Regions from separate parts of the Mus musculus genome. Here regions 1, 2, 4, 5 and 6 are each linked to region 3. A link is a contact called in public HiChIP or PLAC-seq and promoter capture Hi-C data. All regions are on one chromosome and are shown on one strand. Each heading gives the region's core, a stretch centred on a gene start, on an enhancer-like site or on the middle of the called end of the contact. The rest is flanking DNA. Distances are from core to core; before and after follow the strand shown. Region 1 holds the start of Pop5 (processing of precursor 5, ribonuclease P/MRP family (S. cerevisiae)). Region 2 holds the start of 4930401G09Rik (RIKEN cDNA 4930401G09 gene). Region 3 holds the start of 2210016L21Rik (RIKEN cDNA 2210016L21 gene). Region 4 holds the start of Fam222a (family with sequence similarity 222, member A). Region 5 overlaps Trpv4 (transient receptor potential cation channel, subfamily V, member 4). Region 6 holds the start of Rnf10 (ring finger protein 10).

Region 1 (4,446 bases), core at 395-2,894, 290 kb after region 3:
CCACATGGTGGCTCACAACCATCTGTAATTCGATCTGATGCCTCTTCAGGTGTATCTGAAGACAGCTACAGTGTACTTACATATAATAAATAAATAAATCTTTGAGCCGGAGCGAGAAGGAAGCAAAGATTTAAAAAATTTTTTAAAAACAAGACATCATGTATATTTAAGAGGCATTTAACTATACAAATTATTTTAATGACTTAAAAAAATAAAAACAAACAAACAATCCAAAGGGAAAAAGAAACAAGTAACTAGGCTTAAGGATAGACTTAGAGGCGCACAGGGTAGTGGCTGCTTAAGGATAGACTTAGAGGCACACAAGGCACACAGTGGCTGCTGGGAAAACAGCCACGCAGGTTCAAGTGTCCTGGGCCAGCATCCTGTGTGGCTGCAGCATCTAGACTCTTTAAAAGAGACTCCCGCGATGCCAATGTGCCTGAGAAAGCATCAGGGCTGGGGGTGTATCTTGGCAGCAGAACCCTTGCCTAAGCACCCACAACATATTCCCCAGGACCTCAAAATAAAAGCACCCTAAAACTGGGCCTAGTAGTTCATGCCTTTCATCCCAGCCCCCCAGGAGGCAGAGATGGGTGGACCTTCCATGAGTTTTAAGGATAACAGGATCTACATAATGCCACACACACCTCCTGCCTCCTGCCGCTCCCATGTAATTAAATTTATTTAGGAGGAGGCACGTGTACACATACGGAGGTCGGAGAACACCTTTCTAGGGCTTCCTATGCCAGTCCCTGAGATCCAACTCAGATCTTGATCAGGGCTTGACCGCAAGCTCCCTTCCCCATCGTCTCACCTGACCCCTGATTGATCATTTTAGCAACTATCCCAACCTCTTCTTAGACAGTTATCTAAACTTTTAGTCTGATAACGGTTTCGTTAGTTGTTTCAAAGTAGGTTTTTGGAAGGCGTAGCCGGAGCTAACCTTTTGGGCCAGCAACGTAGCAGTGGGGGCCGACAAACCCAAAGTGTGGGGGGGGACCCCCAAACGCCCACTCACCCTGATCCGGCCCACGCACACCTGACCATCTGACCTGGGCTAGGCCCAGTCTTTCCATAACCACGGTAATAAATAGTAAGCGAAACCACCCCAGGATACAGGATGAGGGCGGTGGGTGATGAATGGGCTCGACGACGCACAGGTTTGGGCTCAGCGGGGATTAGGCTCCATCCCCGCGTGAGTCATGCCTGCGTAGGTCCGCCTCTCTAAGCCTCAGCCCCTTCCTCCGCCTGACGCCGGCCCACGACTCCCGCCCCCGCGCGGCGGGGACCCGGGTGATTGCAAACAGCCGCCGGCCTCATTAGGAGACGTGTAATTAGCGGCTGGCGGAGCCGAGGGCGGGGGCTAATTACCACCGGGAGAGGCTGCGACGACACGTCGCCGCCGCCGGCCCACCGGGAGGCGTCTGGCCCGCACTTCCCGGCTGGCCCGGATCAGGGTGCTTCCTCTGGGTGACAGCCGCTCGCCGTTGTTTGTTTATTAGGCACCCGCCCTCCCGTGCCGGTGCAATCCCACCTACACCTCCATCCTAATAATTCTTAATAATCGGAACTAGAAGGGGAAGCTCTGCTTTGGAGACGCGGTGTGGTCCCTGACAGCACCGGGCCGGAGGACGAAGACCGGGGATCCGAACCCACGCCTGTGGCTACGTTACAGCAGGTGGGCAGTGAGCATCGGAGTGGATCCGAGCAGGGAGTTTGGAGACCAATGCTTTCAAGGTTAAATTCTGGGCCTGGGCCCGGACCGCATCTATAAAATGGTCTCAGGGTTAGGATAAAGGCACTGGTGCTATTTTTAGAGAGTGGGGAGTGTGGCGAGCTACACAGTGGGCCTCTGGCACCCCCTACCGGCCGCTGGCTGTGGACGATGATTGCCTCTTGATTGCAATAGTGAATGGCAGTCTGCGAAGGGACATCTGTGGTCCCCTAAAGCTGTGGCTAAGAGAAGACTGAAAACTGATTTCGGATCTTGTAAATAGTCAGCTGTGAAATATAAGTCTTGCTTTACGTTACCACACCTGGCCAGGCGAGGCCATGACAGCTGTACACATAACGGAGGTCCTGAGAACCAACTTCCCAAAGTCGTCCTCTGATCGCCACCTCCGGCCGTGGCAAATACGCACCTCCACATTTCTACAACAAATAAATAAATCTAATTTTCAAAAATGACCCTGCTACAAAGCCAGGCACCAAGAAACCCAGGATAACAAGAAAATCTGTAGACAATGTGTATTAAGGCAATGCTGACCGACTTAGTGGTGCACTTAAAACATGCAATACCGAGCACGTGAGGAATGTCTGTAGCAGCACCGGCGACAGGAAAATAGAGTCAAGCAGCGGACTTACAGGCATGTTGCATGCTTAAAACATATATGTCCAGGCCAAGGCCTGGCAAAACCTATCTCTCCAGAAATGGGGATGATGGCTCCTTCCCACTAAAGGTTTTGGCAAGGGCCTGGGAATTTGGGGAGCACTGAACCTTATCTACATCTTAATAGGGTGGCAGTCACACAAATCCACCTCACTGAGTCACACCATTAAGAATATGCACTTAGGGCTGGTGAGATGGCTCAGTAGGTAGGAGCACCTGACTGCTCTTCTGAAGGTCCGGAGTTCAAATCCCAGCAACCACATGGTGGCTCACAACCATCCGTAATGAGATCTGACTCCATCTTCTGGATTGTCTGAAGACAGCTACACTTACATATAATAATAAATAAATCTTTAAAAAAATATGGACTTAGGGGCTGGAGTGAAGGCTCTTCTGAAGGTCCTGGGTTCAAATCCCACGTGGTGGCTCACAACCATCTGTAATGAGATCTGATGTTCTCTTCTGGTGTGTCTGAAGAAAGCTATAGTGTACTTAGATATAATAATAAATTTTAAAAAAGAATATGCACTTAACATGCAAGATAAATGAAGTGTAGCACACCCCTGTAGTCCTAGTCCTTAGGAGGCTGAGGCAGGATTGCTTTGGGCTCCAAGCTAGCCTTAGGTAGATAGAGTGGGACCCTGTTTTTTTTTTTTTTTTTTTTTTTTGTTTGTTTGTTTTTTAAATGCTGGGCAGTGGTGGCGCAGGCCTTTAATCCCAGCACTCGGGAGGCAGAAGCAGGCGGATTTCTGAGTTCAAGGCCAGCCTGGTCTACAGAGTGAGTTCCAGGACAGCCCGGGCTACAGAAAGAAACGCTGTATCAAAAACCCAACAACAACAATAATAATTTATCATTTATTAATCACACAAAGGTATTCAAGGGAATGGGCTAGAAAAACGCATTAAAAACCTTAACCCTCTGTTCTTCATTTTAAAACATAATCCTCTATTCTTAACAGAAAACAGAGGGCTGGGTGTGGTGGGACGCGTTGGTAATGCCAGCGCTTCGTAGGAAAAGGCAGGGGATCAGAAGTTCGGGGTCGTCTTGGCTACACAGTCAGTCTGGGGTTAGCTTGAGGAAAAAAAGAAACCAGGAAGAGAGGGAGGGAGGATACTATATTGTTTTTGGAAACCACTTGAAAAGAACTCCCCTCCACAAAACTGTCGAAATCCCCTCAAAGAATTCGCGTATTTGGCTGTATGGGAAAACCTGTGCTCTGACTTTTAGGTCCCAGATCGTGCGACACTCTCGGACTTTAAGTGCAGGGCTGACCTTAAACGTTCACTTGGGGGACTCTGAGCGCACAGAACTTGTGTGGAAAATCCCCAGCGCCGGCCGGAGGCGAACGCATGCGCTCTTACGCCCGCCGCGGGAGGCGGAGCGTGGAGATTGACAGGGCACGCTGCCTGTCCGAGCCTAGTGCCGCCTTCCTCCCGCATCCGGCGCGGACGCCATGGTGCGGTTCAAGCACAGGTAAGCAGCGCTGTCCCCGCGCCGTCCCCGCGACCCGGGCCGCGCTCACCCCGCTGTCGCCGCAGGTACCTTCTGTGCGAGCTGGTGTCCGAGGACGCGCGCTGCCGTTTGAGCCTGGACGACCGCGTGCTGGGCGGGCTGGTCCGCGACACGATCGCCCGGGTGCACGGGGCCTTCGGCGCCGCCGCCTGCTCCGTGGGCTTTGCAGGTACGAGGGCGCTGCGGATGCAGTGCGGGGCGCGCTTTGCCAGGGCGAGGCCCGGCCAGTGTGTCGCGTTTTGTACGATAGTGGAGGGTTCTAGAAAATCGGAGTGCGGCGGGTCGAAAACTGAACAGAAGGTGCCGATCGCGCAGTGGGACAAGGCAAAAAGTTCAATACCCAGCCCCCGGTGTGTGTGCCGGGGTGGGTTGAGTTGGGGGATTCCGTTTACTGCCCGTTTTAGTGGAAGATGGGTGTTGAATTCACTAGGCTAAATGAAAGTAGCCATGTAGAATTCCTAAGAGCCATGATTTGACAGGTCACGTTAGCACGTTTTAAAATGTCAAATGTATCCCTCAAAGTTTAAACCCGGCTGCGAGCTCG
Region 2 (4,878 bases), core at 1,363-3,862, 420 kb after region 3:
GAGGCAGGGTTTCTCTGTATAGCCCTGGCTGTCCTGGAACTCACTTTGTAGACCAGGCTGGCCTCGAACTCAGAAATCCGCCTGCCTCTGCCTCCGGAGTGCTGGGATTAAAGGCGTGCGCCACCATGCCTGGCTACAGCAGTTATTTTTAATTTTCTTTGTCTTGTTTGTATGTTTGTTTGGTTGGTTGGTTCGTTTTTGAGACAGAGCCTCACTGTGTAGCTCTGGCTATCCTGGAACTTGATATGTAGACCAGGCTGAGATGCAATCCCTCTTGCTTCCCCAGTGCTAGGATTAGATGTTGTGCCACAGGCTGGCTTCTGACTGAGCTAGTATTGATCATCCGCAGTTTCATTCAGTGAAAAAACGAGGCAGGTCCGGGATGTGGCTCAGCAGGTTGAGTGTTTGTTGGTCATGTAGGAAGCACTGATTTTGGCCCCCAAGTCCCTACTATACCTGGGCATCAAGGTGAACAGCAGCAACCCCAGCACTCCAGGAGTTAGGATGGTCCGAAAGGCAAGGTCATCCCGTGCTACACGGCTAGTCTCATCTACATGAGATCTTGTCTCAGAAAGAAAACAAAATCGAATCTGCTGGGCAGTGGTGACACATGCCTTTATTCCCAGCACTCCGGAGGCAGAGGCAGGCGGATTTCTGAGTTCGAGGCCAGCCTGGTCTACAGAGTAAGTTCCAGGACAGCCAGGGCTATACAGAGAAATCCTATCTCGAAAAAAAACACACACACAAAGAAAATCGAATCTAAGGCATGTGAGGATGTGTTTTGCAGTGCTGTGGTGCTGCTCACTGGTGGAGATCACTTTCTGCTCTGGCAGAGGATAATAAAGGGCCCAGAACCCAGATAGTGGGTCAGAACTTTACATAATTCCAGTTCCAGGGAATCCAACACGCTCTTCTGGTCCCCACGGGCACCAGAAATGCACATGGTACATGTAGGCAAAACACTCATATACATAAAATTAATAATGATGTAAAAAATATGGTCACCGGGCAGTGGTGGCACACACCTATAATTCCAGCACTTGGAAGGCAGAGGCTGGTGGATTTTTGAGTTCAAGGCCAGCCTGGTCTACAGAGTGAGTTCCAGGACAGCCAAGGCTACACAGAGAAACCCTGTCTCGAAAAAAAAAAAAAAAAAAAAAAAAGTCTATGAAAATACATTAAATGAGTCCCTACCACATTGTATTTAAACATTTTTTAGACGGAAAGGCTGCCTACAGTTTGTGTAGCTGCTATGCACATGTTTGAGGAAAGCTATATCTGGGCTTTTTTTCTTTTTAAACATTTGGCTATGAATGTATACTATTTGTGTTGTTTTAAAAAATCCTCCCATCCAAAAAAAAAAAAGATCCAAGGCTGTTCAGCTGCTACCGGGATTTCTGTCGCTCTTGTCAGTTCCATAGACTGTAAGTCACATGAGGACAAGAACCCTTTGGGCAGAGTTAAATCAGTCAAAGGACTGGGTAGGGGGTGGGTGTCCAGCACCTGCAGTACCGCTCGCTCCCAGTGGGTGGCAGGCTCCTCCTAGGCGGGCGCCGCCCAAAAGCCTGGGCCAGGGAAGTCCTGCCTTCGACCTTCAACGTGGCTGGTCTCCTCTCAGGTTCCTGGAAGGAGATGGAGGGAGGTGAAACCTGAGAAAGGAATACAGGGAGAGAGGTCGGCTCAACCCCGGGGGCTCTTTCTTCCGGCCTTCTTCTGAGGCTTCTCATCTTCCTCACATTGGTACAAGAAATCTTCAAGGTAGGCATGGTGGTGCTCCCCCCACCCCCACCCCCATTATCCCAGCACCAGGGAAACTAAGGCAGGAGAATGAAGAATTCCAGGCCAAAACACATGCCTTTCATCCCAGAACTGGGGAGGCAGAGACAGGAGAATCTCTGTCAGTTTGAAGCCAGCAGGGTCTGTCACTATGTATAGTGAATCCCTGGGTGCGTGAGGGATGGGAGTCTTCAGTTATTCTAGTCAGGCCTGTTATTCCAACGACTCTATATTCTGGAACAAAAAGATCACAAGTTCAAGGCCAGCTCCAGGCTGTAGATTGAGTGCCAGGCTAGTGTGGGCAACTTGGTAAGATCTGTCTCAAAACAGGAAATAAACGCTAGGCATGTACTTTTAAACGCAGCAATAGAAGACAGAGGCAGAAAGGACATTGCAAACTCAGGGCCAGCTGGGGCTTCGTGGTAAGAACCCGTATCAAAAACAAGACATGGACAAATTACGATTAAGAAGGCTGGGGATGTAGCTCAGCAGTCTGGCAATTGCCTAGCATGCCTGAGGCCCTGGGTTCAATCTCCAGCACCGCAAAAAAAAAAATTTTTAAGTAACAATCAAACAAATAAATAAGTTAGAAAAGAAAAGGAGAAAGGAATTGGGACAAAGCAAAGTGCTTACCTAACTGCACAAGGCCTGCGCTCTGTCTGTCCCTAGCACTGTGATAAAAACAGCTGTGGTAATAAATGCCTGTTATCCCAATATTCAGGAGGCGGGGGCAGGAGAATCAGGGGCTCAAGGTCATTACGTAGCAAAACCAAGGCCAGCCTGGGCTACAGGAGATCCAGTCAGAGAGCTCTGAGAATCCTCATTTCCTGTAGGAGTGGGAGTAGATAAGAAATACGAAGAAAAGTCCCATCCCTCCCCCAGGAACTGGGCACAGAGCAGAAGGCAGGAACCTTTCCTGAAAATCTGCATAACTCAGAACTCACCTGACAGTTGATTTACTGCCCTGCTTGGTATTCCCTTTGATCTTCAGGTGGTGGTGAGTTGTCTGAAGTGGGGGGCAGGGACACACACACACACACACACACACACACACACACACACACTCACTCACTCGGGTTCTCTAACAGAGCTGCAGGCCCTGAGCCACCTCCTCAGCTTTTGGTTTGTTTGCTGCTTCATTGGTTGGTTGGTTGTTCTTTTCTTTTTAATGACTTCTTTGTTTTTATTTCGCGGGAACTGGTGTTCTGCCTAAGTGTGTGTCTGTGTGAGGGCGTTGGATGCTGTGGAGTTGCAGGCAGTTGTGAGCTGCGATGCGGGTGCTGGGGATTGAACCCTGGTCCTTTGGAAGAACAGCCAGGGCTCTAACCACTGAGCAGTCGCCCCAGCCCTGTTTGTTTTTAAGTAAGGGTCTCACTATATAGCTCAGGCTGGCCTTAAATTCCCACCCTTTTGCCCTAGCCTCCTGAGTCTCTCCCTCCTCCTCCTCCTCTTCCTCCTCCTCTTCCTCTTCCTCCTCTTCCACCTAGTTTTTTTCCTAACTTTTATTTACCATCTCTGGTAAGAAATCGAGAGAGCAAGAGAGTGAGAGAGCAAGCAAGAGAGTTCAGTAGTCAGTGCAAGCGGAGATCAGAGGACAGCTTTCAGGAGTTGGTTGTCTCTCGCACCACGTGGGTCTTAGGGAACTGAACTAAGATTTTTAGGCTTCATGTTTTTGTTGTTTTTGTTTTTTGGTTTTTTTTTTGTTTTTTCTTTCTTTTTTTTTTTTTTTTTTTTTTTGGTTTTTTGATACAGGGTTTCTCTGTATAGCCCTGGCTGTCCTGGAGCTCACTTTGTAGACCAGGCTGGCCTTGAACTCAGAAATCCGCCTGCCTCTGCCTCCGGAGTGCTGGGATTAAAGGCGTGCGCCACCACGCCCGGCTTAGGCTTCATGTTTAGTGCCTTAATCAATGACTCACCTCTCACCTCACCCCTCTGTCTTCTTTAATAACCGCAGGTCAGGGATCTGGGCAGTAGCTCAGCTAATAAAGTGCTTGCCTTACAAGCATTCAGACCCCAGGTTCAATTCCTAGAACCCATGTGGAGAAAATTAAAATAAAATAATATAATATAATAAAAAAAGAAAGAGAAGGAGGAAAAGTGAAAATCCCAGCACTTGGGAAATGAGACCAGAGGACTCCTAGGGCTCGACAGCCACTGTAGCCTAGTTGGTGAGGTTCGTGAGATTCAGGCCTGCCAAAGAAAAAGCTCCAGTCTTTAAAGAACAATACCCAAGGTTATTCTCAGGCTTCTACCTACACGCGCGCACATATACACACACGCCTGTGCACCTGCACACACACATCTGTGTAATCCCTCCACCTGTTCACCTGCATATACCTGTGCATCCTCACACACCCGCACATGCACACTAATTGTAGATAAGACAGTATATAGTTAAAATTAAGAAAAGAAAGACAGGGCCGGGCAGTGGTGGCACATGCCTTTAATTCCAGCACTTAGGCAGAGGCAGGCAGATTTCTGAGTTCAAGGCCAGCCTGGTCTACAGTGAGTTCCAGGACAGCCAGGGCTACACAGAAAAAACCTGTCTAGAAAACAAACAAACAAGTTTGAGGCCATCTCCAGTTACAGGAGACCCTGCCTCAAAACAAACAAAAACAAAAACAAAACAAAATCCAAACCAAACCTAGCAATCAAAACCTTAGAGATAGGAGGGGGGCTAGAGAGATGGCTCAGTGGTTATTCCCAGCAGGGCCGCTCACGAGCTGGAACTGCTTTCAGTTCTGCAGGTGGTGCACGGATATATATACGTGCAGGCAAAACATTCGTACACACAGATAAGCAAATTAAAAAAAAAAAAAACCCATAAAAATAAGACCAAAGAGCAACAATGGAGGTGGGGGGGTGGGGAGGGAGAGAGAGAGGGAGGGAGACAGGGAAAGGGGAGGGAGGGAGAGAGGGGCAGAAGGAGGGGGAGGGGAGGGAGGGAGAGAGGGGCAGGAAGAGGGGAGAGGGGGAGGGGAGGGAGAGAAAGGGGGAGCAGGGGGAGGGGAAGAATGGGAAGGGAGAGGGGAGGGAGGGAGAGAGAAAGGAAAGCGAGGCTGGAACACCCACTTCACTGCTCACCCTCTGGATGAGAGGGGC
Region 3 (4,789 bases), core at 1,381-3,880:
AAGTATTTAAAGCAAGCAAGATGGCTCAAGAGGTGAAAATATTTGCTACCAAGCCTGGCAAACTGAGTTTGATCCCCAAACGTGCAGATCTGGGGCTGGAGAGTTGGCTCAGCGGTTAAGAGCACTGTCTGTGCTTCCAGAGGTCCTGAGTTCAATTCCCAGTAACCACATGGTGGCTCACAACCATCTGTAATGGGATCTGATGTCCTCTTCTGAATAAATAAATAAATCTTTAAAAAAAAAAATATATATATATATATATTAGCCAGGCAGTGGTGGTGAACACTTTAATCCCAGCACTTGAGAGGCAGAGGCAGGCAGATTTCTGAGTTCAAGGACAGCCTGGTCTACAGAGTGAGTTCCAGGACAACCAGGTCTACACAGAGAAACCCTGTCTCAAAACAAACAAACAAAAAAGATGTGCAGGCTGGGCGTGGTGGCACACACCTTTAATCCCAGCACTCGGGAGGCAGAGGCAGGCGGATTTCTGAGTTCGAGGCCAGCCTGATCTACAAAGTGAGTTCCAGGACAGCCAGAGCTATACAGAGAAACCCTGTCTCGAAAAACCAAAAAAAAAAAAAAACAAAAAAACAAAAAAACAAAAAAAAAACCAAAAAAAAAAACCCCAAAAAAAACAAACAAAAACAACAACAAAAACAACACACACACAAAAAAAATGAAGTGTAGATCTGACCCTCTCAAGCTGTCCTGATCCCCACATATGCACTCTCTCTTCCACACACAAATGAATATAATACAATTGTTTAAAAATTATTTGGTGTGTGTATGACTTTACCATTATTAAACGCTAAAGCAAGCTGGTGTCATCCTGGTGTGAGGGAAACAGAAACAAGAGGAACAACTCAAGTTCAAGGCCAACTTGGTCTATGTAGCAAGTTCCGGGCTGACCAGGGATATGTGCCCGGGTCTCAGAAGGGCATGTGGGAGCCTGGCCTGGTGGCTCTTGCCTATGAGGCAGAGGCAGGCAGATCTCTGAGTTCGAGGCCAGCCTGGTCTACAGAGTGAGTTCCCGGACAGCTAGGGCTACACAGAGAAAGCCTGTTTCAAAACAAAAGGGTGGGGGCAGGTGGGGGGCTGGGATTATCTCTCACTCAATAAAATGTTTATTGTAAGGATCGTGGCAAGGATCAGAGGCAAACCTGCACACACATGTTCACTCATGTGCATATGCATCTACATACACATAAACATCTATAAGTGAGCACACTTGAGAAAAGACAAAAACGATTTTGCATGTTAACGAGATAGGGGTATTTGCTTACTTTTACATAAATCTTGTCTAAATATTTGATACCATGGGACACAGAACTTCGTCAGTGTTTTCAGAGTGTCAATGTGCTGGTTCTGAAGTCAGCAATGCCAACAGTGCTCCCTCTCGCCAGTATTGTACACAACAACAGACACATGGGTGGGGCTGCTTCGGAAGTTGTTGGAAACGCTGTCTTAAACCCAGGTCAAAAGTCAATCACTTTTGTAATGAAACTCAAACAACTCAAACGGCAACTTTTAAGCTCGGGTGTTCTAATAGAAAACAATCAAAAGGTGTATTAATCTGATATGTATTAAGGAGTGACATTAAAAAAAAGTCTTCGTTTTCTGCAATTAAACAGTTGTGTTTCATAAGAGCAGAAAACTTTGTGTAGGGCTGGAGAGATGGTTCAGAGGTTAAGAGAACTGACTGCTTTTCCAGAGGTCCTGAGTTCAATTCCAGGAACCACATGGTGGCTCACAACCATCTGTATTGGGATCTGGCGCCCTCTTCTGGTGTGTCTGAAGACAGCTACAGTATTCATTCATATACATAAAATAAATCTTAAAAAAAATGTTGCCTGGTAGTGGTGGTGTACACCTTTAATCCCAGCACTTGGGTGGCAGAGGCAGTCGGATTTCTGAGTTCAAGGCCAGCCTGGTCTACAAAGTGAGTTCCAGGACAGCCAGGGATATACAGAGAAACTCTGTCTCGGGAAAAAAACAAAAACAAAAAACAAAAAAAAAAAAACAAAACACACACACACACACACAAAAGCTCTCAAGTGCTAGTCTACAGGTGTTTTACGGACTATGCACTAACTGCTAAATCCTCCGCTGTTCCAAGAGTCATTCCGATCTGATTTGTTTGTTCTGTTTGTTTGTCAGACCCTCAAAAGCCTACAGTTTAACAATCTTCCTAAGATCAAAACCTGAAGTAAAAAAGGTGGCTAGTTGCCTTCCCGATTTCATTAAATCGCACATGAATTCATTTTTCCTTAAAAAATTAAAAATAAAAACAAAACTAATCCTGCTTCTGTCATCTTCTTGTTTGACTTTAGGGTATTATCGTTCCCTGTGCAAACAAGAGAAAAAAAGAGAAAAGGTGGGGAGGGGATCACAAGGAGAGACGGGGAGGAGAGGAAAGGGGAGGGGATGAGAGGAGAAAAAAGAAAAGGAAAAAGAAAAACAACAACAACAAAAAGATTGGAGAAGGTGGTGGTCTCCTGGATCCTTCCGGAGCTCATTTTTCTGTACCGTTCGCCGCCAATGGTGGTCTGGGAACTACAATTCCCATGATGCTCTGACAGGTGGGTCATGTGAGAGGGAAGCTTTTTACCCCCCACAACCCCTTGCGGCATCCCAGGATGGTGGCGCCCAGCGGTGCAATGAGCGATTCGGAGAACAGCAGCAGTAGCAGCAGCGATGCGGAGGAATTGGCACGCTGTCGCGAGGCGGCTACGCCCGCCTGGGGGCTGGAGCAGCGCCCGGGGGCAGCGGAGAGACCCGAAGCCGGTAGGGGACTTTCTGGGGCTCAGGCTCCTCCCCGGGGGCCTGAAACGGATGCGTGGTGGGGTGCGAGCCATGGCGTCCTGACGTTTTAGAGGAGCTTTCTTGGGGGAGCTTCTGAGATCTTTTGGGGATCACACTGACACCGAGGGCAGAGGGTGATTGCTTTATTCCCGTGGAGGCCGCAGAGGCACCTAAATGCCTCCTGACTGCTTTCCTCAATGCGTCCTGTGTCCTCCCTCTGGAAAGGTAACCAACCCATCACCTGTCTGAGATGACCGTGATGCCCCTCCTTCTTGTAGTCTCAGAATCCCGACTTTCTCGGCCCTCACTTGATGTCTCATTCAGACTGAGCTCACCCGGGAGTATACCTAAACGAGAGATTGCCTAGCAGACGGAATGTATCCGGCATCTGCCAGTATAATGACTCTTAATCATGGTTAGAGAATCCAACAGGCCTTATAATTTAGAGAGTAGGCAGAAATATATATATATATTGCATCTGTACTTGAACTCCTCGTGGGAATTTAATACCTTCTCCTCTCCTGCATGTGAGCTACAAGCCACAGTCACGTGATAATACCTGTTTGTCCCAGTAGACGACACCATATTGTTACATCTCGTTACAGCCTTTTACAGATACATCCAAACATTTTCTTCACAGTACACTGTTGGAAAAGAATCATTTACACTCTTACCCACCATAAAGCCCCTGAGATGTCTAGTTCCATTTCCAGATCAGTGAGTTGCCTCAGCAATTGCTACACAAACCTGCCAACCTCACTGGATTCCCAGAACCCATGGTAAAAGAGAGGATTAACTCCCAAAAGTTGTCATGTGACTTAGACATACAACAGTAAACATTTTCAAGTCTCAGAAGGGGACCGATGTAAAAACAAAGTATATAACTTATAGTTTTATTTTATTTTATTTTAGACATAGAGTCTCCCATGTAGCTCTGACTGCCCTAGAACTCGCTACATAAACCAGACTGGTCTTAAACTCATAGAGATCTGCCTGCCTTTGCCTTCTGAGTGCTGGGATTAAAGGTGTGTGTTGCCAAGCCTGGTTTAAAAAGTGGCCTTTAGATTATTCTATTACATTTTATGTTGTGTGTCTGTAGACTCACACAGGTGTCATGGGAGCTTAGAAGTCATGTGGGTCCTGGGGATCAAACTGAAGTGGTTAGGCTTGGTGGCAAGTATCTGGAGAGCCATCTTGTCTTCCTTGGAGGAGAATTGACTCACTTTATAGATGTGAAAAACAAAACCTTGGGGGTGGGTTAAATGGCTCACTCTGGGTGTGGAGTTTGACAATTGTCTTTATTTTGGGGGGCGGAGTTTGGGGGGGGGTGATCGCTATTGCTCTGTAGTCATAATGGGAGCTACTCATGACTTTCAGAAGCCAGGTATCCACCTCACACACCCACAGCCAGAGCATGGAGCACTTGAGAGCACACTGACAGAACAGTGTATCGGGCAGGTGCACTGAATGCGTCACAGCCTAAACACAATCGTGATCGTGGAGTTGATGCACCAAGCCCTGCAGCACACTGGGTGCCATCAACAGTCCTTTCCGTTCCCTTGTCACAAGCCCCCTTTGTCCCACGATCCACATCAGAACCATCTCTCAGCATCCCTCCTAGACAACATCTAGCCCGTCACATCCTCAGAGGCCTTGGTGATGCACGCGGACCTCCCGTCTACCCTTGGCCTCCTCTGTCTCATTCTGTCTAGTGTGGCAAAACTAAACCAGTTTCTGTCACTGGCGGCCTTGACCCCGCCATTGCCCTTCTTTCTCCCATCCTAAGTCCCTCTCCTGGGGGGCCTGGGTAATCTTCCCCCAACAAAGTCTCTCCTCTCCGGGCCACACCGGCAGCTGGCTGGCTTTCAGCACCACAGGTTCCTGTCTGCACAGGCTTGCTTCCCTGTGCTTGGAGACCCTCCCAGATCTCCACTTGACTCAGCTCCGTCTCTCTCAGGTATCTCTCTGCCCAGCGGTCACCATACAA
Region 4 (4,880 bases), core at 1,758-4,257, 370 kb before region 3:
ACTCAGCTTGGCCCGCTGTTCACCTTAACGCCACCCCTCACCCCCACTCCTCTCTTTTCCTAGATTTCGGTCGTCATTGTCTCCTCCTCTGTCCCAGGCTTGAATCTGCTCTCCCCACCTGTCCTTGCCCTGGGTCCTGCCAGCAACTCGCCTGGGCAACTCGCCCTGACGTCAGGGCCGCTCTGGCCGCTGGCCCAGAGGGGAAGCAGCTGGCAGCCGATCCGGTTTCCAGGTAAATCCCCGCCCCCACCCACACTCCGGGAGCAGGGAGGGGCCAAGGAGGAAGGATGGACAGGCAGCCACTGGGAACTACAGCCAAGTGCAGAGGCAGGCTGGGGCTGCTGGAACCTCATTCACAGTGCTGATCTGAGACCCGAAACAGGGCCAGCTTCTGCCCCAGATAAGGAGTGTGTGGCCTACTTGGGCCTGCCCTGGAGGTCCCTTGCCAGTGCCTCTTCCAGGTTCTAGTTAGCGGTTGTTCTGCTCTCTGCTCGGCTCCTGAAAGTAGGCTAAGGCCTGATTGCAATCCACACAAAACCCTGGATGCGCTCACCAGCCCTCTAGGATGGAGGACCACCACTAAACACTTGCTGAGTGCATCTGGTGCTCTCTCTTGCCCCCCCCCCCACAACGGCCAGATACAGAGGAGATTAAGATATGTCTTCTCATTTTACAGACACCAAGCCTTGAAGATAAACGGCCAAGGTCAACCGCAGGCAAGGTTCTGGGAGGACGCCAGGCATCACTAAGATAAAGCCTGAGATCACTAAGCATCCCTAAGATAAAGCCCCTAAAGGGGCTGGATGGGGGTGTCTTGGAGGCTGGATGGGGGTGTCTGATTGATGTTTTACGTTTCTGCAGGGATCCTGAAGTTCTGTCTGGAAAGCTGGGTGTTCAACTTCTTTTGTGGCATACATTTTTTTTAATTCAGTTTTTCAAGACAGGGTTTCTCTGTGTAGCCCTGGCTGTCCTGGAACTCACTCTGTAGACCAGGCTGGCCTCGAACTCAGAAATCCACCTGCCTCTACCTCCCAAGTGCTGGGATTCAAGGCATGTGACACTACTGCCCAGTCTTGTGACAGACATTTTAACAGTTTAGGAATCTGTGTCTCCCAGGGTTCAGTTTCCCTGTCTGCTACCTGTGGGCTGTCAGGCAAGTAAGAATGGAAACACCTACTTAGTTTTAGGTGATACTGTGCCTCAGTTTCCCTACCTGTTAAATGGACGACAAACCGGAGCCTTACCAGGTATGGTGGCTTGTGGTCATATTTTCTGCACTCTGGAGGCTGAGGCAGGAGGATGGCTTGAAGCTAGGAGTTTGAGACCAACAGGAGCAACATAGAAAATACTAAGTGCCTGACTCCCGCGGTCAATGTATACATCTGTGGGATGGAGCTGACCAAGGATTCAGCATGTGGTTTGTGTTCCACAGATCTCAGCGCTGATGCCCAAAACTCCACCACCATCCCCAGTCGCTCCGTGGAAAAGGCAATCGGGAAGCTTCACGTCTTAGTTTTGTCCGTAAACTGAGAACAAGTGTCAAATATCAGTGTTCTCCTCTGTAAAATGTAGGCCATAAAGCCAATCTCACAGTTTTGAAAAATTTAAGTGTAGTATGCACTTTGCTCTGTGTGTGTGTGTGTTTAGGTTGTCCCAAGGTTTGATGTTGGGTCTTGCAAACCGCACCCTTTACCATTTGGTGTCACCCCAACCTATTTTTACTATCTTTAACACACTCCTCATAGGGCCTGTTCCAAGAGTAAACGGAATAATGCATAGTACCTACCCTCAAACAGGTACTCAGTGAATAGGATTACCTGCTTTCAACCCTTTAGGTCTTCGACAAAGGGACTACAACAACCAGCATGCCTTGCCCTTCCAATCGGGACTCCTTCGCCTGTTTTAGGCTCGCAGCAAGCCGGGAGTTGTAGTCCTCTAGGAGCAGGACCCGCCTCATCCCCGCTTGGGGAAAAAGGTTGGAGAGCCGCCCTGCCGGCCTTTGAATTTTGCCGCGAAAAGCGCGCGTGGCGGCCCCCAGCCCCGCCTCGCGGAGGACGCGGCGCCGCGTCACCGTGGTAACCGCCTCTCGGCTGCAGCTGATTGGGCCGTAACGCGGGGGGCGGACCGGGGGTGAGACGCAGCGGCAGGAGCGGGCGCCCGCGCCTGTCAGTCGTGCCGGAGCGGAGCAGCGGGCAGCATTGCCGGGCCGGCAGCTCTGCGAAGAGGCTGCGCGCGCCGGCCAGGCCGGGCGAAGAGCCGGGCCCGAGGCTAGGCGAGGGTGCTGGGCAGCGCGAGGTTGCGGCTCCGGGAGCCCCGCGAACCGTCCCGGGCCACGGGCACGGGAGAGACCTGTGCGCCGACCGCTGCTGCGGCGCTCGAGCACCATACCGGGTGCACGGCTCTCCATCCCCGAGTCTGCCCTGCGCCTGCTGGATCTGCTGGTCCTCAGCGCCAAGGCCCGCGAGGCTACATCCCAGTCTCTGCCGCTCGCTGCGGCTGCCACTGCCGCTGCTCGCCGGCTTCCCCTCCCCCCACACCCGGAGCTCGGAGCAGGAGGAGGAGGGGCCGGCTCATTCTCGGCGCTGCTCTCTGCAACCTGCGGGGGCCGGTGCACGCCGGGCGAGGAGCCCGGGCCGCTGCAGGTGCGTGCAACCCTCCGAGGAGACGGACTCTCCACCTCTGAGCAAAGCCGGGAGCTGCAAGCCGAGGGCGGGAGGGCAAGCGAGAGGAAGCAACAAAGACAGGCTGCAGCTGGGGCTGGCGAGAGGGGCCGCGGCCGCCGGCCTCCCAGCGCGGACGGAGAGGGCGCCCTGGGAGAGGCGCGGGCAGAGCTGCAGCGGTGAGCCGGGCCCCGAAGGGAGGCGCAGCGCCTCCCGCCGGACGTATGGAGCACAGTCTCCTGCGAGGATGCGCCGCCTGAGCGCGCGAGCGGCCGGGGTCCCAGGCGGACGCGACGGGTACTGAGAGGGGGGAAAAAAAAACCTTTTTCCGACTTCGGACGGCGCTTCCGGACGCAGGGATCGCCCTCACCGACGGCTCCCCTTTCCATACGAAGAAAGACATCGGCCCCCTAAGGGGGCCTTTCTCCAGCAATCTTTATCACCCCTGCATGGCCGCAACCCGCAGATCGGAGCGTCGTGGCCTCTGAGATTTGGTGCCCTTCGTCCGACTGCCTGATACGGTGAGTTGCGGGGTGCAGAATTTTGGGTTTGAGCTGGGGACAGCTCCTCGCAACCTGGCAACCTGGACTGGCCCTAAAAGGGCCCTAGGTTGTTGGGTGCCCAGAGACAGCAATGCTACTTGTCCACCCTTGTCCTGCCCACACAACTTATTTGGACTGGCTGGAGTGGAGATTGTGGACCCTCGTGGGTATTCTACTGACATCGGTATTTGTCAGAGGAAAGGCACCCCACCCATGAAGCTAACAAAGGTGGTGGCCCTGTCCTCTGGAGATTCTTAGGGAATCTTGTACTTTTGTAAAGATTGATTGGGGGCAGCCAGGGTTGGCCAGCATGGAGGGGGTCTACAAAACCACCTTTGGGATCTTAAAGAGACAGAGCTCAGAGACAGGGAGTCCCAAAACTTCATGTCTGAGGATGGTGTCTTTCCAGGCAAGACATTTGTGTGTCTATTGTTACAAATAACTCACAAAGACAGCATGTTCCAATGGGCTGCATGTGACATCACTGCCCGACCTTTGATGTCACCAGAATTGTGACAACACAGCTGGCTTTGAGTGGAGCCAGAATGGCCAAGGCCGAATGCCTTGGTGTAGTAGAAGGTGAAGGCCAACTCCCTGTCCTCCCCGGCCGCAATCTTATGACCTAAATCCCCACTCGAGGTGGGGGAGGGAGGCAGGCAGTGCCAGCTGTCCCTGCCCCTGAGGACAGGTGTTCAGAACTCTGCCTATGTCTCCTGCAGTGTCTGGAGTCTCCCAGACTCCCAAACAGAGCAACCTCTTACTTTTAAGCAGGATGCTTAAAAGGAGGTCCCCATGAACCCTACCATGTACCCAGCCAGCAACTGGAGTTCCCAGGGTCCCCAGAAAAATGTGGGCTTCAGCCTTCAAACAGGCTTCTCTTGAAAAGGTGAATGTCCTGCCTGAGCCAGAGAGAGAGGGGAGCCAGGACCTTCCTGGTGTGTGTGTGTGTGTCTGTCTGTCTGTCTGTCTGTCTGTCTGTGTAAGTTCAGGGAACTCCCCTGCTCTTCAAGGTAAGGGGCCATGGTCCAGCTGGGACTCCTGCCTTAGCTGTTCCCCTTCTGTCATTTAAGATGACTTTGACAAGCAGTGTAATAGATGCTCATTAAGCAAATACCAGGCCAGGGGGGATAGGTGGAGATGCTGAGAGCCCTCCTCTCCCCACCGAACTCTGGCAGCAGCCCTGTACAGTATGGAGCCCAGAGAGCTCCCAAGCCACAGCCTGCTTACTCTCATTTGCCCATCCCAGCAATCACTGCCAGGGCCAGATAGGGGGTAAAATAGCCACAGTCAAGTTTCTAGGGGAAAGATTGAAGACGCTGGCATTGTTGCTCCCATGGGGGGGGGGGGCGGGGACGACAGGTGAGACAGGGTTTCTCTACAGACCATTTTTACAGCCTCCTCCCAGGCTCTTCCATTAACAGGTCAATAAATACCGGGGTGGGGGGGGGAGGCCACTTTGGAGGTTTGGTGGGGTGATCCTGTTTCCAGCTGAAGGGTTTCTTTACACGCAAGCTTCCAAGGACAGCCAGCGGCACAACAGCAGATTGGGGGTGGAGTGGAGAGGGGAGGCTGTGGGCACAGGGCTGTTTGCCCGGCCTCTCTCAACACTTCCCAGCTTAGAAACAAACTTGGAGTGTGCGCCAGAGATACACACACACACACACACACACACACACAC
Region 5 (4,849 bases), core at 1,918-4,417, 290 kb before region 3:
TTGCAGATGCCCCTAAGTAAGAAAAGGGGTCTGGAATAGGGTGCATGTGAGGGACAGACGCCCCCATACAACATCCTCCCAGGAGAGTTCATTTAAAGCAATGGTTGCCAAATATTTTAGCCTCAAGTGTCCTTACCCTGTTAAAAGACAAACAGGGAAAAAGAAAAACAAAACCCATGTATCAATCAGACATGGTGAATGCATGCCTATAATCCCAGCATTTGGGAAACAAGAGGCAGGCAGCTCAGGCGTTCTGGGTTATCCTTGACTACATGGTAAATTTAAGGAAATCATAAGGGAACAAAGCCTACACATTGAAGCCAGGTGTGGGCTGCACGCCCTCAGATCCAGAACTAAGGCACAAAAGGCAAGAAGAGCCCAAGCTCAGGGCCAGCCTGGGCTACATAGTGAACCCCGCCCCCCACAAATCTTTGTGGCAAACTGGCATCCACACAGGCAGCAGCTTCAACAGGATGGATTCAAGGAGGGTACAGATCTCAGGGCCTGTCTGCTCACCTACTCTACAAAATGCTCCTGAACATCTTCTGTGTGTCAGGCCTGTGTCTGTCTGGGGATACCAGCATGAGCAAATTCAGTAGTAATCCCTCCTTGGGAGACAACAAAGTAGGCAGCCAGCAGAGCTAGCCAGTGGTGCAAAGGCTACTAGTATTGTCCCCAGAAGCTCAGGAGCGGCCCAGGGATGCAGTGTGGATGCCAGTGGGACCCAGGTCCCCAGTAGGGTCTCCCTGCCTTCCTCTCTGTCTGCCACAGAGGCCCCGACTATGGGAACATTGCCTGAGATCATACACTCTGCAGTCATGACCCCTTGGCCAGTCGGGTGTGGCAAGAATGTGCATGCTGACATCACACATCCTGGGGATCAGATTGGGGGGGTGTCCCTCTTAATAACTGCAAAGTTCACCATAGCCTCTGGGAGCCTTTGTTTCTGTGCCTGCTTGAGGGCAGAAGTTGTCAGGTAAGGAGGTGCCAGATTGAGGGTGCCTCAGTAAACAGCAGGCTGCAAAGTATGCCCAGGATGCAGTGCGGCCAGAGGGCTCGCTCGCCATTGTTCGCTTGGCCCAGGGGGAGGGGGGGGCATCCTCTTCACTCTCAGGGCTTTGCCAGGCCTCATGGAAACCCTGGCACAAGACTATCAGATGCCGACCTCATTACGTGAGCAAGAAAAGCTGCTTAAAACCCAGGGGCAGGTTTGGGCAAGCAAGACATCTCTGCTCCTGGGGAGGGCGGCAGGGCGCTGGCTTTCCTCAGGTCTCGCCTTCTAGATCAATACATTCTAAATGGGTCATTATTAGCTGCCACATGTATGCACGGCCCCGGGGTAGACAAAAAGGAACAAAGGACCGGAAACCCTAGTGTGAGTGGACAGGCTGGTGGCCTCCACTGTTGTCCAGCCCTTTGCCTCGCCATTTGCTTCAATTCCATTACTCAGGAGCAAGAGGCAGGAAGGCATCTTGGTGAGTTTGTCTGACGGCCCTCTGGTCTATGCAGTGAGTTCCGATTCTGCCAGGACTACTTAAGTGAGACCCTGTCTCAAAGCAGGATGGAGAGGCTGGAGAAACCGCTGCTTTTTCCAGGGGATCCAGGTTAAAGTCCCAGCATCCACGGGGCAGCTCACAACTGTCTGTGACTTCAGTCCCAGGGGATCTGATGCCTTCTTCTGGCCTCTGTGAGCACCAGGCACACATGTGGCACACATACATACGTGCAGGTGAAATAACCATAATTATTAAAATAAATGAATTTTAAAAATAAGGAGAAAAAAAAAGGATAGTACTTTGAATTTTTTTCCTGGTCTAAACTAACTCTGCATGTCACAGTGAGTGCAGCAGGTAATGTCACAGTGAATGTGGCAGGTGACACACTTCACATCAGCATACACCATCTGCTTATCTCCTCTTCCCCTTCCAGAGCCTACGCCCCTGAGGAAGACATTCATTCAGAGTCACCATTCTGCCAGGACTGAACACCATGTGGGGGCATCAGGGACCCCTGAGGTTCCTGCAGGTGCAGGGCAGGGGAGCACAGGGGGAGGACTAAAGTTCCGTGCCTGGAATGGGGTAGACGGCAGAATGCAGAGAGTGCGGGGGGAGGGGGGCTACTGAGGACCATTAGTGAATAAGAACAAGGACCAGGGGTGAGTGCGGGCTGGGTGGGGGCTCTACAGCAGGAGACAGACCCTGGACCCTCAGACAGACTTTGTGGGTTTCTTCATCATCCTGGGGTTCCTTGGCTGACCAGTGGGGACCCTGACTCCTGCAGGAGCCACAAATAAACGTGACCACGAATGCCAGCTATCTGGTTCAGTCCTGAGGGAAGGACTGAAGGATGGGATGGAAGTTAGCGGGTACCAGATAAGGCAGCAGCTGCGTGGCCCCGCCTTCTAGATGAGGAAGCTAAGGCCAAGAAAGGAGCAAGCTGTATCATTGCATCCCAGCTCCGGGATGCAAGGCCACACACAGGCACAGGAGCTGGGGTTTTCCTTTTGGGACAGGGCCTCATGCATCTCAAACTGGCCCTGGCTTTGCTGCGTATCCAAGGACAGCTTTCAACATCTGGTCCTCCTGTCTCTCTACACCCCCTGGGTGCTGGGGGTCCCAGGGGCATACCACCATATCCAGCGTGGGCAGTGTTACGGATTAAGCTCAGGGCTTCACGCGGCTAAGCTAGGCAAGCACTGGATCCGCTAAGCCACTTCCCCAGCCAGGACTGGGCCTTTGATGGGGCTATTTTACAAGGATAAGAGGGCTCAGGAAGGGAGGGACAAACATGTAGGAGGGGCTGGGGGACTATGTGACTCTGGATCAGAGTGCCCAGACCTGAGTTGTGGCTGACTGGGAATCCTCCCCAGGACACTCACTGTCACAGGAGCTAGGGGAGACAGACTTAAGCACAGCCAATAGATGCTGGATAAGGCCAGGCTGGTATCTGAGCCCTTAATGCCACCCTCAAGCTATTATTATTATTACTAGGGCATACATGAAGAACCAACCGGGAAACAGAGCCTGTCAGGGGAAGACTAAGTGACTGGATCCCTCTTGGGAGGTGGACTCTGGCAGCCACCTCAGAGCGACTAACGGGAGCTCAGTCCCTTGGCAGAGTGGGACCCGCCGCCTGCCAGGTTGTGGTTGCCCACAGCCCCCAAGCCCCTGGCAGGAGGCAGCGGGGCACATCGCACCATGAAGGGCCCTCCCTGCTGGTATTTACCTAGTCTGTCTCAGCCCAGCCCACTTCCTGGTTGCTGCACAGTGGCCGTCTGTCCGGAGCAGACAGAGCTCCTGTGTCCTGCCGGGTCCCTCCACCTGGAGGGTGTCCCCCTCCGATGCTCACACCATCCAAGCGGGACACGGCTGGGGTGACTCACTAGCCCCAAGGAGGGCACGGCCAACGTGGCCACTGCAGTCACTTGGTTTTTGCATAAGCCTTGGAGGGCCGGCCCATGTCACAGAAATATCCCCTAAGAACTTTCACTGGAATGGGGGCATCTGCAAAAGACCCCAGGTCCAGAGGGCTGGCCAGACTAGAAGCTGAGTATGGCTTAGTGGAAAGATGGGGCTGTTGAGACTCGAAAAGTCACATCCTGTGAGACTCCACTTCCTTGTCATCTGAGAACACTGGAGTTTCTGGTGACGTCCATTCAGCTGGCACTGAGCTGTTTGTTTTCAAAAGCCCAGTGGGGGCTATGTGATTACAGCTAAGTGACCCTTCCCAGATCAGTGACCCTGATAGTCCCAGCCATGCCCCAGCCTCAGCACAGAGCCTAGCATACAGATATAGGAAGTCTCTACTCCAGAAGGTTCCCACCAAAGCCAACATCCAGCTTTAGAAAGGTGGGGGTGGAGGCGTGTCTCAAATCCTAGGGTCTCTTTCTCTGAGCCAGCTACTCTCGTTCAGATAGTCCCCAGGTCACAGAGAACTCTGGAAAGGGTTTTATAGCCTCAAGACATCGCCCACTCTATCTTGCCCTCCTCTTTCCTGCCACCAATGGTCACATCTCCTATCTGGGCCGCGGTTTTCTCATCCATAAAAAGGGGGTAAAACTTTCTACCTTCTAGGAACAACTGCTCCTGTCTTTGATCTGTGATTATTTGGTGTGTCACGTTCCTGCTTTAAATTATACAGTGGGATGTGGTAGCATTAACCTGTAATCCCAGCACTTGGGAGCGAGGCAGACGGATCCGTGGTCTAAAGCCAAACTGAAGAAGATCCTATCTCAGGAGACCTTGGGGATGTGCCCACAGGACACTTGATTGGTGTGTGCAAGGCTCCAGGTTTTACCCCCAGCCCTGTGAAAGTAGCAGCTCCTCTCTCAAGGGCTGCTGTAAAGATTAAATGTTATCATTCAAGCCCTGCATGATGTCTGGCACGTAGTATGTGCTCAATAAATGGTGGTGGCTATGCTGCTGTTATTTAACCTCCCCTCAATTTACAGCAGGGGAGGGGAGTCCGGAGAGGTGAGGACCAGGTGGGCACTGGAACCCAGAGACTTCCCAGCTCCAAAGCCAGGGATCCTCTGAGCTTTCTCCATGTCTGAAAATTGGTGAGAACAGAGACTGCCCATCTCTGGGCTGGGAGACAGAGGTCACCCCCCTACCCCCCAATTCCTTAAAATGGCCTAAGCAATCCTGTGGCAATGAGGCTCAAAGGAAGGGACCCTGAGGCACAAATGCAAAGCCCTGCCTGGGCACTTGCAGCATGCCCCAGGGACGCCGCCTGGAATCACGGCAGAGGCTCAGCTGGAAACCCCGTCCGCAGTATGGGCACTAAATGCCTCACACCAGAACTTCACACACATTCTCATCTAAAGCCTAACCCCTCAAGCTAGGAACTG
Region 6 (4,911 bases), core at 1,994-4,493, 330 kb after region 3:
AGAAGACAGTATCAAATTCCACAGCACTGTGGAGCTGGGAACTAAACCCAAGCCTTCTGTAGGAGCAACAAGTACCCACTGAGCTAACTCTCTAGCCCCTGCTTCATTCATAGTTCTGTGATTGTTTTACTAGGGTTCTGATGTGTTTCTGAGGATCAATGCCAGGCCCGAAGATGGTGCCTTGCCTGTCTATAGTTCCAGCTGGTCAAGGGGCCTGCCACCAAGCCTGACCACCTACCCAAAATAACACATGTAGGGAAAAATAGATTAAAGAAAAGGTCAGTCAGGAATGTGGTAAAAAGCCTTCATCACATCAGTTCTCTTGCTTAACCTTTTAAATGTATCACCATCCTGTGGGTGCAGGATGTACAGGTGGAAGGGCGTGAAGTCAGGTCTTTCTTCCTTCCTCTCAGAGGGCATGGAAAGGTGGAACACCTACTCTAACTGCTAAGCCATCCTACCTCACTGAACTCTACTACCCTCTCTTATGCTGTCTGATATGTCACAAGCTTTGGCCTACTGCTCACTGAACAATAAATAAAGCATTTATTGCAGCTGACTCATGCAAGAATGTTTTATTGACTTAGGGAGGGCCCTAAAAAATTTAAGTTGAGAACTCTTGGAGAACCAAAGCTTAGCATTACCTCTACAAGCAAGGCTGAAGTCATCCATTACTCTGAGAAACCCTCAGACCTCTCTCCAACAACAGCCAAGATTTACAATAAAACTACACATGTGCAAAACTCCAGAATCAGTTTATACGGTTCAGAGGCGAGTTACACTAACACCTGCTTAGACAGTAAAGCACTGGTACATCACAGCGAAAACTGGTCCCTACCCAAGTTACACAGGCAACTTCTACACATCCTCAGGTAGACCTGGTAATGGAGTTTGTCATACCCTACAGATAAACTCTCAGTCAGTAAGCCTTATAATTTTAGTGCTTTTTTTTTTTTTTTTTGCTCTTTAATTTGAGGGGGGTGGGGGGATGCTAAGGATCAAACCCAGGGCCTTGCATATTCTAGGCAAGGTCTCTACCACTGACCCATACCGTCCAGCTCTTTGAATCTTAGACTGTCAGCTCAAAGCTCCCCATCTGTCACACATGCTCTCTCTCACAAAAACACACTGCGGAATCCAAACAAAGTTACTTGCACATACATCTTTGCACTAAATACATCCAGTGATGTTTGGCACTGGAAAACTACGGGGTGTGCTCTTCCAGGAGACCCCCTCTCCCACTCCCAGTGTTACTAAGTCTCCTGGAGTTCTTTGTGTAGGGTTCAGGTTCCTAGGCTCCTCCCCACGCTCAGGTTCACTGGTGGATATGCATAGAACTCATACACATGCTTGCTGACATGTATATGCACATGCATACAGATGTGTGAAAGAAGGACATGAAGGAGATTAGCGGAAGGTTACACAGGAAGCTTTGGAGGGAGGAAAGAGAAGGAGAAACATTGTAATTAAACCACAATCTGAAACTTGGCTGTGTCTGAGATTTTGGAGGTGCTTGAGAAGCAGAGGCAGGTGGATCTCTGAGTTCAAGGCCAGCCTGGTCTATAGAGTGAGTTTCAGGACAGGCAAGGATGCAAAGAGAAACTTGTCTCGAAAAACCAAAAGACTGATTGAAAAAAAAATTACTATCTCAAAAATACTGCCAACATGGTAAAAGTTTAAAAGAGATTTGTACACAGCTCTGACACAAGATGGAGAATGCTGGACTCGGGATTCTGCCATCTCCTAATCCACAGCCTAGTTTATTCTCTGCGGTGGAATAACTCCTGGCTAGACAGGTTAAACGATTAGAGTAGTGCTATCACACCTAAAAGCCTACCCGTGTGCTTTGTGCATAATCAGTAAGTAGTATTATTATATTATTATAATAATATCATTATTATTATGTTATAGTAATACTAAGAAGCCTGACTACACACATCACTCTCTCTCTCACACACACACACACACACACACACACACACACCATGAAAGCCAAGCCCATATAACCTACCGCACACAAACAGGCATAATATTTAGGCAAAAAGTTGTCAAGTACTCTAAGCGCTTAGCCCATTTACTTAATAGTGTGTATTAGCAAACTCAAGGACTGAACCTAAATGAACTGAATGCAGGGTCTGCATGCTTTACTATCACGCCGAGCAACGCCATCCCAACATGAGTCCTCTTAAACAGAGGAGCAGACCCGGTGCCAGATTTAAGTCTGAAAATCCTCGGGCCTCACCCTCTCTTATTCAAACTTGAATGCCACCCAAAGCTAATCCGACACTAGAAGAGAAAACAAAGTCAATTGTTTTAGAGCCTGGACCGACGGTGAGTCACACAAAGCCAGGTCTTGAGGCCTTCTGTGAGGTGCTTGCCACCTGGATGACCTTAACCCTTTCCAAAATCTCAGATCCCTCATCTGCAAAATGGGGCTAAGAATAGCGCCTACTTCAGCCAGCTGTTTTGAATATGAATGCAAGGGCCCAAATTAACCACGCAGCGCAGATCGGCTTAACCGTAAATACTGGATGTCAGTGCAAGCGGAAGGTGGGTCGTTTGTCCCTCCTCCCCCAAGTGACCCGGCAGACCCGCCGGCTCTTACCACTCTTGGGTTTAGACTCGCCGGCCGGCCCCGCCGAGGCGGAGCGGGGCGGCTGTTGCCCTTTGCTGCTGCCCGAGGAGGCGGAGGAGCTGTTGGAGCCGCTGTTCTTGTCCATGTCGGAGGCGGTGGCGGCGGCGCTGGGGGAGCTCTGCGGCATCAAAGGGGGCCTCGGCGGCGACGGCGGTCGGAGCGGAGCGGGCGCGGCGGGGACCCAGGCTCATGGCGTTCAGGGCCGGCGGGGGTCGGCGGCGGCAGCGGTTCTCGGCCTTCATGGCGACATTTTTCCTTGTTTCCTTCCTCAGCTTCTCAAAATGGAAGGAGAAGCGGCAAGGTGGGGTTGTGGGGCCCAGAGGCGGCGGTGACCGAAGAGGAGGACGAGGACGAGGAGGAGGAGGAGGAGGAGGCCGGGGCTCGGAGGTCCGGGCCGGGCCTGGCGGGGCAGAGGCTGCGGGGGAAAGGGAGGCGCGGGAGGGTCGCGAGCCCCGCCGGCCGGCCGGACACGCTCTCCCGCCGCGGGGCAGGAGAGAGGGCTGGCTGTCTCGGTGCCGGGGACCGGGGTCTCCGACACAGCGACCGACACTCGCCTCTGGGCCGAGGCCGAGCTGCTCCGGGAATGGCGACGAGTCGCCAAACAGCATCTCCAAGAACCCGGATGGACTATTTATATAGTTGCCAGGCGGGCGTGGTGCATTCTGGGAAGTGTAGTCTTTTACCTACATCCGGGTCCTAGGGGAGGGACCGCTTGTGCCTGCCAATGCTTTTTTTCTCTCTTCCCTGTTCGAGGTTTCTTTTCCTTCCCGCCTCCCTAGCGGGTTCCTTCTTTTTGAGACAATGTTTCATTTTGTAGTCCTAACGGGACCTGAACTCTTTGTGTGCAACAGTCTGGCTTCCAATTCACAGATATTCCTCGCCAGTGCTTGGATTTTTTTCTTTTTTTAAAAAAAAGATGTGTGGGTGTCTGGCCTCCTACAATACCAAGCAAACACGTGGTATACAGACATACTCATATAGACAAAACACCCATACACAAAATTTTTTAGAAAACCAAGTGGAGTGTGATGGCCCACCTGCAATTCCGGTGCACCGGAGACAAGAGATCTGGAAATTCCCAGAACAAACTGGCTAGCCAGACTAGCTCAAATGGTGAGTCTACCTAGCCATTCTGTGAAGAATGTGGAGAGTCTTGGAGGAAAACACTCAATGGCAGCCTCAGAACTCCATGTACACCTGTGCATACGTGTAAGATTTTTCATACACGTATGCATGCCACATTCATATATAAAGATCGGTAAGAAGCAACATTCGAAACACCAACAAAGAGAAACAACATAGTACAGTTAAGTAAGGAGATGCTAATCAAACACGTTTCAATAGAAAAGCATCCCAGCTTGAGAGGGATAAAAGAGGACTTCTTAGAAATGCTGTGTCATGTGACACACACAGGACGAATGGAATTTGGGGGGGGGGGGCTGTTAGGGATCAAATCCAGAGCTCCATGCTCACAATCTAGTTTTCTACCTCTAAGCTACTACCTCATCTAGCCGATGAGTGGAATTTTAGCAATCGTGTATGTAGGAGAACTAGAGTGGCTCATGCCTGTATCACTAATACTCAAGAAGCAGAGACAGAAGACGGATGCCAGTGGTGCACATCTTTAATCTCAGCACTCAGGAGGCAGATGCAGGTGGATCTCTGAGTTCAAGGCCAGCCTGGTCTACAGAGCAAGTTTCAGGTCAGCTGGGGCTACACAGAAAAACCTTGTCTCAAAAAAATAAATAAATAAACAGAGACAGGAAGTGCAGAGTGTAAGGCTAGCATGTGCTACATAGTGAGACCATGTTCCTTATAAGAGAGAAAAAGAATAAAAGCAGACAGTGTAGTGTAGTCACAGGGCCCTTGCATGGGCAAAGTTCTGATTTGATCCTCAGTATCATAAATGGGAAAGGAACAAGAATGTGCGGGCCAAGCCAGGCAGTGGTGGCGCACACCTTTAATCCCAGCACTTGGGAGGCAGAGGCAGGGCAAAAAAGAAAGAAAAGAAAAGAAAAAAAGAAAGAAAGAAAAATGAAAAAAGCAGGAGTCAGACTCTTATTTGGTTCCTTATTATCATATAGTATATGAGATATTATTTAGTATGGAAGGAATCAGTTTAAAATGACATGGAGATCCATAGAACTATAACTTGGGGGGGAGGGGTTTGCTAGAGAGATGGCTCGGAGGTTAAGAGCACTGAATGCTTTTCCAGAGGTCCTAAACTCAATTCCAAATCACAAACATGGTGGCTCACAACCATCTGTAAGGTGATC

Evidence for each region. Promoter capture Hi-C pulls out the DNA fragments that hold promoters and counts their contacts. HiChIP or PLAC-seq counts read pairs in DNA pulled down with a chosen protein or histone mark. Capture Hi-C pulls out chosen DNA fragments and counts their contacts.
Region 1: a promoter capture Hi-C map of adipose tissue shows a contact between it and region 3, with 3 times the contacts expected there. The contact joins the promoter of Pop5 here to the promoter of 2210016L21Rik in region 3. A contact is called at or near these places in 5 of 39 promoter capture datasets (the 3T3-L1 cell line, the C10 cell line, erythroid cells and 2 more), 2 of 15 datasets of contacts at CTCF or cohesin (the NIH/3T3 cell line and large pre-B cells), 3 of 484 Hi-C or Micro-C datasets (B cells, Th1 cells and bone marrow-derived macrophages), 16 of 115 datasets of contacts at active chromatin or transcription factors (the 230-238 cell line, bone marrow-derived macrophages, craniofacial prominence and 10 more) and 4 of 9 other capture datasets (adipose tissue, embryonic stem cells, liver and 1 more).
Region 2: an H3K4me3 HiChIP or PLAC-seq map of fetal liver shows a contact between it and region 3, with 4 times the contacts expected there. The contact joins the promoter of 4930401G09Rik here to the promoter of 2210016L21Rik in region 3. A contact is called at or near these places in 1 of 39 promoter capture datasets (hippocampal neurons), 1 of 484 Hi-C or Micro-C datasets (B cells), 1 of 115 datasets of contacts at active chromatin or transcription factors (fetal liver) and 1 of 9 other capture datasets (liver).
Region 4: a contact with region 3 is called in a promoter capture Hi-C map of the SN4741 cell line, with 3 times the contacts expected there. The contact joins the promoter of Fam222a here to the promoter of 2210016L21Rik in region 3. A contact is called at or near these places in 3 of 39 promoter capture datasets (the SN4741 cell line, liver and pre-B cells).
Region 5: an HNF4G HiChIP or PLAC-seq map of pancreatic cancer cells shows a contact between it and region 3. The contact joins the enhancer-like site here to the promoter of 2210016L21Rik in region 3. A contact is called at or near these places in 4 of 39 promoter capture datasets (the C10 cell line, embryonic stem cells, liver and 1 more), 8 of 115 datasets of contacts at active chromatin or transcription factors (the NIH/3T3 cell line, embryonic stem cells, large pre-B cells and 1 more) and 3 of 9 other capture datasets (embryonic stem cells, liver and pancreatic islet).
Region 6: a contact with region 3 is called in a promoter capture Hi-C map of pre-B cells, with 6 times the contacts expected there. The contact joins the promoter of Rnf10 here to the promoter of 2210016L21Rik in region 3. A contact is called at or near these places in 16 of 39 promoter capture datasets (the 3T3-L1 cell line, the C10 cell line, the HPC-7 cell line and 10 more), 5 of 115 datasets of contacts at active chromatin or transcription factors (bone marrow-derived macrophages, embryonic forebrain, embryonic midbrain and 2 more) and 4 of 9 other capture datasets (adipose tissue, liver, macrophages and 1 more).

Annotation. Positions count from the first base shown.
Region 1 is chr5:115,234,207-115,238,652 of GRCm38.p6, forward strand. It overlaps Pop5 (processing of precursor 5, ribonuclease P/MRP family (S. cerevisiae)), which reads left to right and starts at 1,645. Exons shown (of 6, transcript NM_026398.4): 1 at 1,645-1,678; 2 at 3,618-3,863; 3 at 3,929-4,071. The coding sequence starts at 3,844.
Region 2 is chr5:115,357,511-115,362,388 of GRCm38.p6, forward strand. 4930401G09Rik (RIKEN cDNA 4930401G09 gene) reads right to left here and starts at 2,613. Exons shown (of 2, transcript NR_163911.1): 1 at 2,410-2,613; 2 at 1,190-1,622. It also overlaps a transcript of Msi1 not described here.
Region 3 is chr5:114,939,572-114,944,360 of GRCm38.p6, forward strand. 2210016L21Rik (RIKEN cDNA 2210016L21 gene) reads left to right here and starts at 2,631. Exons shown (of 6, transcript NM_028211.1): 1 at 2,631-2,784. The coding sequence starts at 2,637.
Region 4 is chr5:114,565,244-114,570,123 of GRCm38.p6, forward strand. Fam222a (family with sequence similarity 222, member A) reads left to right here and starts at 3,008. Exons shown (of 3, transcript NM_001004180.1): 1 at 3,008-3,181.
Region 5 is chr5:114,647,999-114,652,847 of GRCm38.p6, forward strand. All of the region lies in intron 1 of Trpv4 (transient receptor potential cation channel, subfamily V, member 4), which reads right to left. Among named protein-coding and RNA genes, the nearest start is that of Trpv4, 8.0 kb to the right of the region's middle. Within about 2 kb of position 3,168, at least 59 of the 459 cell types and tissues checked have an H3K27ac peak or open chromatin away from gene starts, as enhancers often do. A contact at or near this core is called in pancreatic cancer cells, where this site is marked.
Region 6 is chr5:115,269,652-115,274,562 of GRCm38.p6, forward strand. Rnf10 (ring finger protein 10) reads right to left here and starts at 3,244. Exons shown (of 17, transcript NM_016698.2): 1 at 2,606-3,244. The coding sequence starts at 2,762.